2 separate regions of the Mus musculus genome follow, and region 2 is linked to region 1. Evidence: chromatin contacts called from public Hi-C data. All regions are on one chromosome and are shown on one strand. Each heading gives the region's core, a stretch centred on a gene start, on an enhancer-like site or on the middle of the called end of the contact. The rest is flanking DNA. Distances are from core to core; before and after follow the strand shown.

Region 1 (3,115 bases), core at 3-2,502:
AATGATTCAGGAATTTGAAATTAAATCTGCATTCATTACCCAACATTCTCACAGCCTATATTAAAAATAGTAGACACACAGGAAGTCCCCAGTTAGCATCTCCTCTAAGTTTTCAGAAACTCAAATTATTGAGTCTTCTTTCTAAGAACCAGCAAAGACGCTGAAGGAGCATCTAACCAGCTATTCAGAGAGAATTCTCTCATCCAAACCGATTGATTTCCATCGATAAGCTATAAGGACCCGATTCAAAAGACCACCTCTGCAGCCCGCTTTACCTTCCCACTCCCTTCTGCTCTGCAGTCTCCACAGCAGCACAGGGCTCTGTCTGTTCTCGGGCTCCTTTCATTGCAGAGTGAGATGCCCACTCCTTCATTAAACAGCGTTAAAAAACAGACTGCAAGGAACTCCTCAGTGCAGCACGCTCTAACAGGGTGATTGCTACAGTTCTCAAGTAACCACACTCAACTGAGATCTATGACAAGCAGTCACTGAGAGATTGGCAATGTGCAAATCTAATAAAACACACACACACACACACACACACACACACACACACACACACACACACTTGTCTGGGTCTGAACTGAATTACCAGCAAAAAGAAATCACCATATAGTGAATGAAATTAAGTCACCAAGAAACCTAATGGTATTCCCCGGAGGAGCTGTTTAAGTTTCTTTAAATATGCCTCATCCAAAGTACTGTTAAATAAGCACTCACCGAGAGGAATAGTTACTTTGTCATTCGGACGACATAAATCATACCCGGAAAGGAGAAACTAAGACATGTATAATACAATGGTCTAAAGCAATGCCTTTAAATTTACACAGAAACCAAATCATATTAGCACAGACGAGCATAGCAAGAGATGATCTTTTCCCAATCTTTGAGAATGGAAACATGTATCACTTTAAAAAGACATCTAAATGTATTCTCTAGAAATATAAAAATAGCCTGCCAGTCAAAGCGATTAGAAAGCAAAGGAAGATGAGGACAAAGGACACTGAGAATCAGACATAAGCAGGTACATACCTTGAAGGGCTACATAACCCCGAAGACAGGGTCTCTCATGTTAAGATCACTCTGCTATTTGAAGGAAGCATAACTAGCCCTAGTGCCTTCCAAATGACTGTCTTTCATGAAAATGACATTAGCTAAAATGCCACTCAGACATCAAGCCCTATAGTAACATAATCCTGAAAGAGAGGGTCTACTTAGGCTGAAGAGCATATCAAAGGCTCTCTGATTTTCACAGAATTACAAAAAAAAAAAAAAAAAGGAAACAAGAAGTGCCTCCCTGCCTGCCCTGTCTACTTTGCTGCTTACTTAAAGCAGTAAACTGCAGAGTTGGGTTCCAAGGCAGATGAGGAAAGGGTGGGCACAGTTTAGATTTATTCTGCATTGGAGCAAAATTTGAAAAAAAAATACAGATTCATTTCCATTCTAGAGACTGTCATTCTAGCTTGCAGAAGCTGCATCCTTTGAGAAGGCAGAGAGCGAAATGATGGTCTCCATCTGCAACACGTTCTTAGGGGGACCATTTCTAGCAACCTCACCGTACACCTCCCATCCCGCCATGACATTACCTTCCTCATTGCTTTTTTTTTTTCTTAAGACTTAGGCTCCAGTCTTAGTCTGTGTCTGTAAAAGGTGATCAAGCTTTGAATTTAATACATCCGTGACATCCATGCTAAGCCATGTAATTTCTCTTCCGAAGAAACTTTTTAAAACACTTGCCTGATACAGATCCAATCCTACTATCACATTTATCACCCGAGACAGATAACGTTACACCAGAGGCTGTCATGGAAATGACTTCAAGATTTAAAAAAAATAAAGCAAAAAATTATCCTCCTCTCCCTCCCTTCTCCGACCTCTTGGGACCCAGGACCTCTGTGGTAACTGAGGAAAGTGACAAGTTTTCAACTGAAACAAGAGAATGTCCAAACTTGGCACCATAAAACCCATATAAAATTACTGGAAACTTCTGTTACAGAAAGCATCGTCCCTTTCAATTCCCTTCCCAGATTTCAATTTCTGCCTGCTTTGAGGGAAAGAGAGTCCACCCATGCCTTCCGCCGAGACATAGAAACAAGATAAACAACACAGAAACGACAAACAGGTCAAAGGGAAAGCACAGATAGATGGTAGAAAGAAAAAAAAAGGGGGAGGGGGCAGCAGAAGCAGAAAGCCCCAACAGCCAGACACAAAGGGCTTGTGATGCTCATGTCGGAAGACTTGGCTCTTTACCTGAAGGAACAGTGGAGTGACCCAGCGTCCCGGGTGCCTTGACTGACTGGATTTCGTTTGGGGCTTTTGTGAGTAATTATTGTTTCTCAGTGAATGCTTTGGTTGGGTCAGTTTGGTTTGTGGCTTGCCTTTGTTGTTTGGTCGATTTATTTTAACTGCTAGCAAAAGGAGCCCTTGGCTTGGAGGCAGGGGTCCTCGCGCTGCCCAGGCACAGCGCTGGTGGGGAACGCGTGGCTGCGGCTGTTGGACTGTCACCGCTCCGGACGCTTGGAGGTCTTCGCTGCTAGAGAGTCTGTATGTCACCACAGGCTGCTGAGCTCCTGTCTGTCTATTTGCCTGTCTGTCAGTCTGTCTGCTTCAGGAAAGGGGTTGGGGGTGGTGTCCAGGCTTTGCTCTGCTCCTCTCTCTTGGGAGTAGCCACCTTCTCCTGCAGCCAGTCCTTGCGCTGATCTGTCCGCCCCTCTGCGACCTGTGGTCCCACCAGCAATGCGGGAACCAGGTGACTGTCGTTGGAGCCCGCAGCGTCTCTGCTACTTTGCTACTTTGCGCTCCGGCCACTTCCCCAGGTCGGGTGGGAGGAGGTGACTGCAGGGAGCGAGTGCACGGGGCTGGCTGTCCCTGTCCCTCCCTCTCCGTCTCCCTGCCCGCTGAGTGCTCCCTCTTCTCTCTCTCTCTCTCTCCTCTCTCTCCTCTTCTCTCCTCTCCTCTCTCTCTCTCCGCTCTCTTCTCTCCTTTCTCTCTTCTCTCTCTCTCTCTCTCTCTCTCTCTCTCTCTCTCTCTCCCTCGCTCGCAGGATTTCGATCTCTCTGGCTGAGTAGGTCCACCTGAGGGTCACTCTCGCAGTCCCGCCGGAGTCAGCCAGCCT
Region 2 (2,870 bases), core at 226-2,725, 1.0 Mb after region 1:
TAGTTATGCACATGAGAGATTAAAATTTAGCTCTGATTTGCGTTTTTAAAACTAGTTCTTCAGAACTGGAGAAATAGCTCATTGGCATGTTCATAGCATATGTGGAGCTCTGAGTCCATCACTCAGCCTCATGTAAACTGGTTGTGGTGACATTTGTCTGTAGTCCCTGGATGCCAGAGGTGGAGGCAAAGGGATCAGACTTTAAAGGTCACACCTGGTTACATCATAAGTTTGATGACAGCTTGTAAAACATGAGACCACGTTTCGTTTTATACCATAACTATCAAAATAACAATGATGATATTGATGCTGATGATAATCCTAGGATTTTTTAATATAGCACAATAGTCACCACCAATTTTACTAACACCTAAAAATGTATTTAGCCATCTTGAAGTTGTATTAAGTGGCAGTTGGGCCACTGAGTACAGGGGAGGAAGGTAGAGTATTTAGGCATCTCTCTAAAGTTGGGTAAATGCACAAAGTGGCTCTATTAATAAGAAAAATAGCATTGAGGGCTGGAGAGACAGCTCACAAGTGTGAGGACATGAGTTTAGAGTTCAAACACAGAAACCGGACATAGCAGTGTAAGTACTTGTAACCTCACTGTTCCTCCAGGGATATGGGAGGCAGACAGGAGACACCCTGGAAGTTCGTGGAACAGCTAGGCTGGCATACACGATGCCAATAAGACCTGATCTCATGCCAACAACACCAGAGGTTGTCCTCTAACCCATATCCAAGGACTGTGGTACATACTCATCTGCACTGACACACATGAATACATACACACACACACACACACACACACACCACTCTTAAGAACACTGACCAAGGGCATTAGAGAAGAGAATGTTCACCCCTTCTGCACCCAGAGAAAGAGGAGTCTAGACAAGATGAGGGAATGAAAGACCATCACATGTCCTGCAGTTGCAGCTCGTCCAGTTGAGTCTCACAGGGAATCAGGGAGATTGGTTTTGGGCGTGAATGTCCCAAAAGGTCAGACACTGTGGACAGAGAGAGCCTAATCTTTTACAAAGTGCTGATAGGATCTGAGACACACATGTGTCCTTTCCTTCCTGCACATGTTTGCAGTTCAAGCTTCTGAGAAGTGAGGTCCAGAGAACGTTTGCAGTGGGCATGATGGATGAAAGAGGGGGTATCCACTGTCTTGGTAAAATAAGAGCATGGTCTTCAAAGCCATGTATACCCTTGATGTGACATCTAAGAAGAGTCCTTCCTCTTGGGTCCTGGCTTTCGTCCCTGGTGTCCTCTGGCTGTCAGGTCATCCATCTCTCTGCTAACTAGTCAAGACTTCCTGTTCATCACATCTCTCAAAAACAGACTCAAGCCTTCCCTAGTTTAAAAATATCTTCCCACCACCCACATTTCCTGCAGTTACTGCTCTCTCCTCCTCCTCCTCAGACCCAGACTTCCCAGACAATTATCCACCCTGCATTCTCCATATGTTCCCGCCCACACACCCCTCAGTTCACACCATGTCGTCTTCAAGCCCATCCATGGACGTGAAGAAGACACAGTGATCTCCGGGGGCCTCTCGGTTACATCCTTACCTTACTGGAATCTCAACACAGGTGAAGGTCATTTTCTTCCTCTGGGGTCCATCTTGGGCTCTCTGAACCCAGTGGTCTACCTGAGATGCAGTGAGTTTCCCTCTCACACTCCTTCTCCCACCAATCACTTCACAATCCTGACATCCTATAGAGGTCATCTTTCATGTGAGGAACCGTTCCCACTACCTTACCAAGCAAATATCTGCATATCTTATCATTCTGGCTCTCTCTCTCTCTCACTCTCTCGCTCTCTCGCTCTCTCGCTCTCTCGCTCTCTCGCTCTCTCTGTGCATGTGTGTGTGTGTGTGCGTGTGTGTGTGTGTGTGTGTGTGTGTGTGTGTGTGTGTGTGTGAGAATGCATGAGCATAGGTTGACCTAGCGGTTGTCAGGCAGGCTAAACTAGCTGGATGGTGAGCCTCATGGGGCCTCCTCTGGCTGCTCAGCACTGAGATCACAAGTGAGCACTACTATACCTGGCTCTTCGTATGAGTTCTGAGGAATTGAACTTAGGTCCTCAAGCACATTACTCACTGAGCCAGGTCCCTGGGCTGGCATCTGTTTCTTGGATCCACTTTCATCTTCATTCCTCTCACCCCCTCAGAACTTCAGTATGCGTCCCCCCACCCCCAGAAAGGAGAGATTTGCCTGAAATCACAATTAATCATGCTGACGGATAGTGACCAGAGGAAAGAGCCCAGTATGGCGGTATTTCCTCTCTACCTGATCCAGGAAAGTAAGACATTAATAATGTAAGTGTCATTCATCATCGCTGAAGGAAATATCAAACATGTGCGGCTCCTCTAAGCAATTTTGTTTCCATTGGCAGGATTGCAAAAACAGAAATAAGATCCCATGAGTGACCTCAGAAACCCCTTAGAACATAGTCTGTCTAATTTATAAAACAAGGAGCGTCTAACCCTTCCCATCTCATCCAAGTATCAGAGGGAGCTGGTGATGACTGAGGCTGTGGCTTCAACTGTCAGCAAGAGAGAACAACATCAGACAAGACAGACACACTCCCTAAAATCATCAGCCTACAGGACTGATGCACAGATGGCAGAGCCTGCTCTAGGAGATGAAGGGTACCTCACCTCACCTCACCTCATGAGAAGTTACTGATAGATTCTTATCAGCCCTATAAGAAAATGAAAGTGCTGTTGGAACTGTCCAGGGTGCTAGGAGCAGGACAGGGCCAGGGGAAGACATTTGCATGCTATTTGCCTATTGCTTTTCTATGAATGTTGTCAGAGATCGAGAAAAAGCGAGATCTGGTTTTCACATCACACTTCATGGCTG

Evidence for each region. Hi-C and Micro-C count contacts between places; a contact is called where the count stands out from the background.
Region 2: a contact with region 1 is called in a Hi-C map of cerebral cortex, with 5 times the contacts expected there. The contact joins the enhancer-like site here to the promoter of Arpp21 in region 1. A contact is called at or near these places in 4 of 39 promoter capture datasets (embryonic stem cells, hippocampal neurons and liver), 1 of 484 Hi-C or Micro-C datasets (cerebral cortex), 6 of 115 datasets of contacts at active chromatin or transcription factors (VIP interneurons, embryonic forebrain, embryonic hindbrain and 3 more) and 3 of 9 other capture datasets (adipose tissue, liver and macrophages).

What each region holds. Positions count from the first base shown.
Region 1 is chr9:112,232,060-112,235,174 of GRCm38.p6, forward strand. Arpp21 (cyclic AMP-regulated phosphoprotein, 21) reads right to left here and starts at 1,253. Exons shown (of 21, transcript NM_001362020.1): 1 at 1,033-1,253. It also overlaps a transcript of 2900079G21Rik not described here.
Region 2 is chr9:113,262,391-113,265,260 of GRCm38.p6, forward strand. No RefSeq gene overlaps it. Among named protein-coding and RNA genes, the nearest start is that of Gm36367, 32 kb to the right of the region's middle. Within about 2 kb of position 1,476, at least 3 of the 459 cell types and tissues checked have an H3K27ac peak or open chromatin away from gene starts, as enhancers often do. A contact at or near this core is called in cerebral cortex, where this site is marked.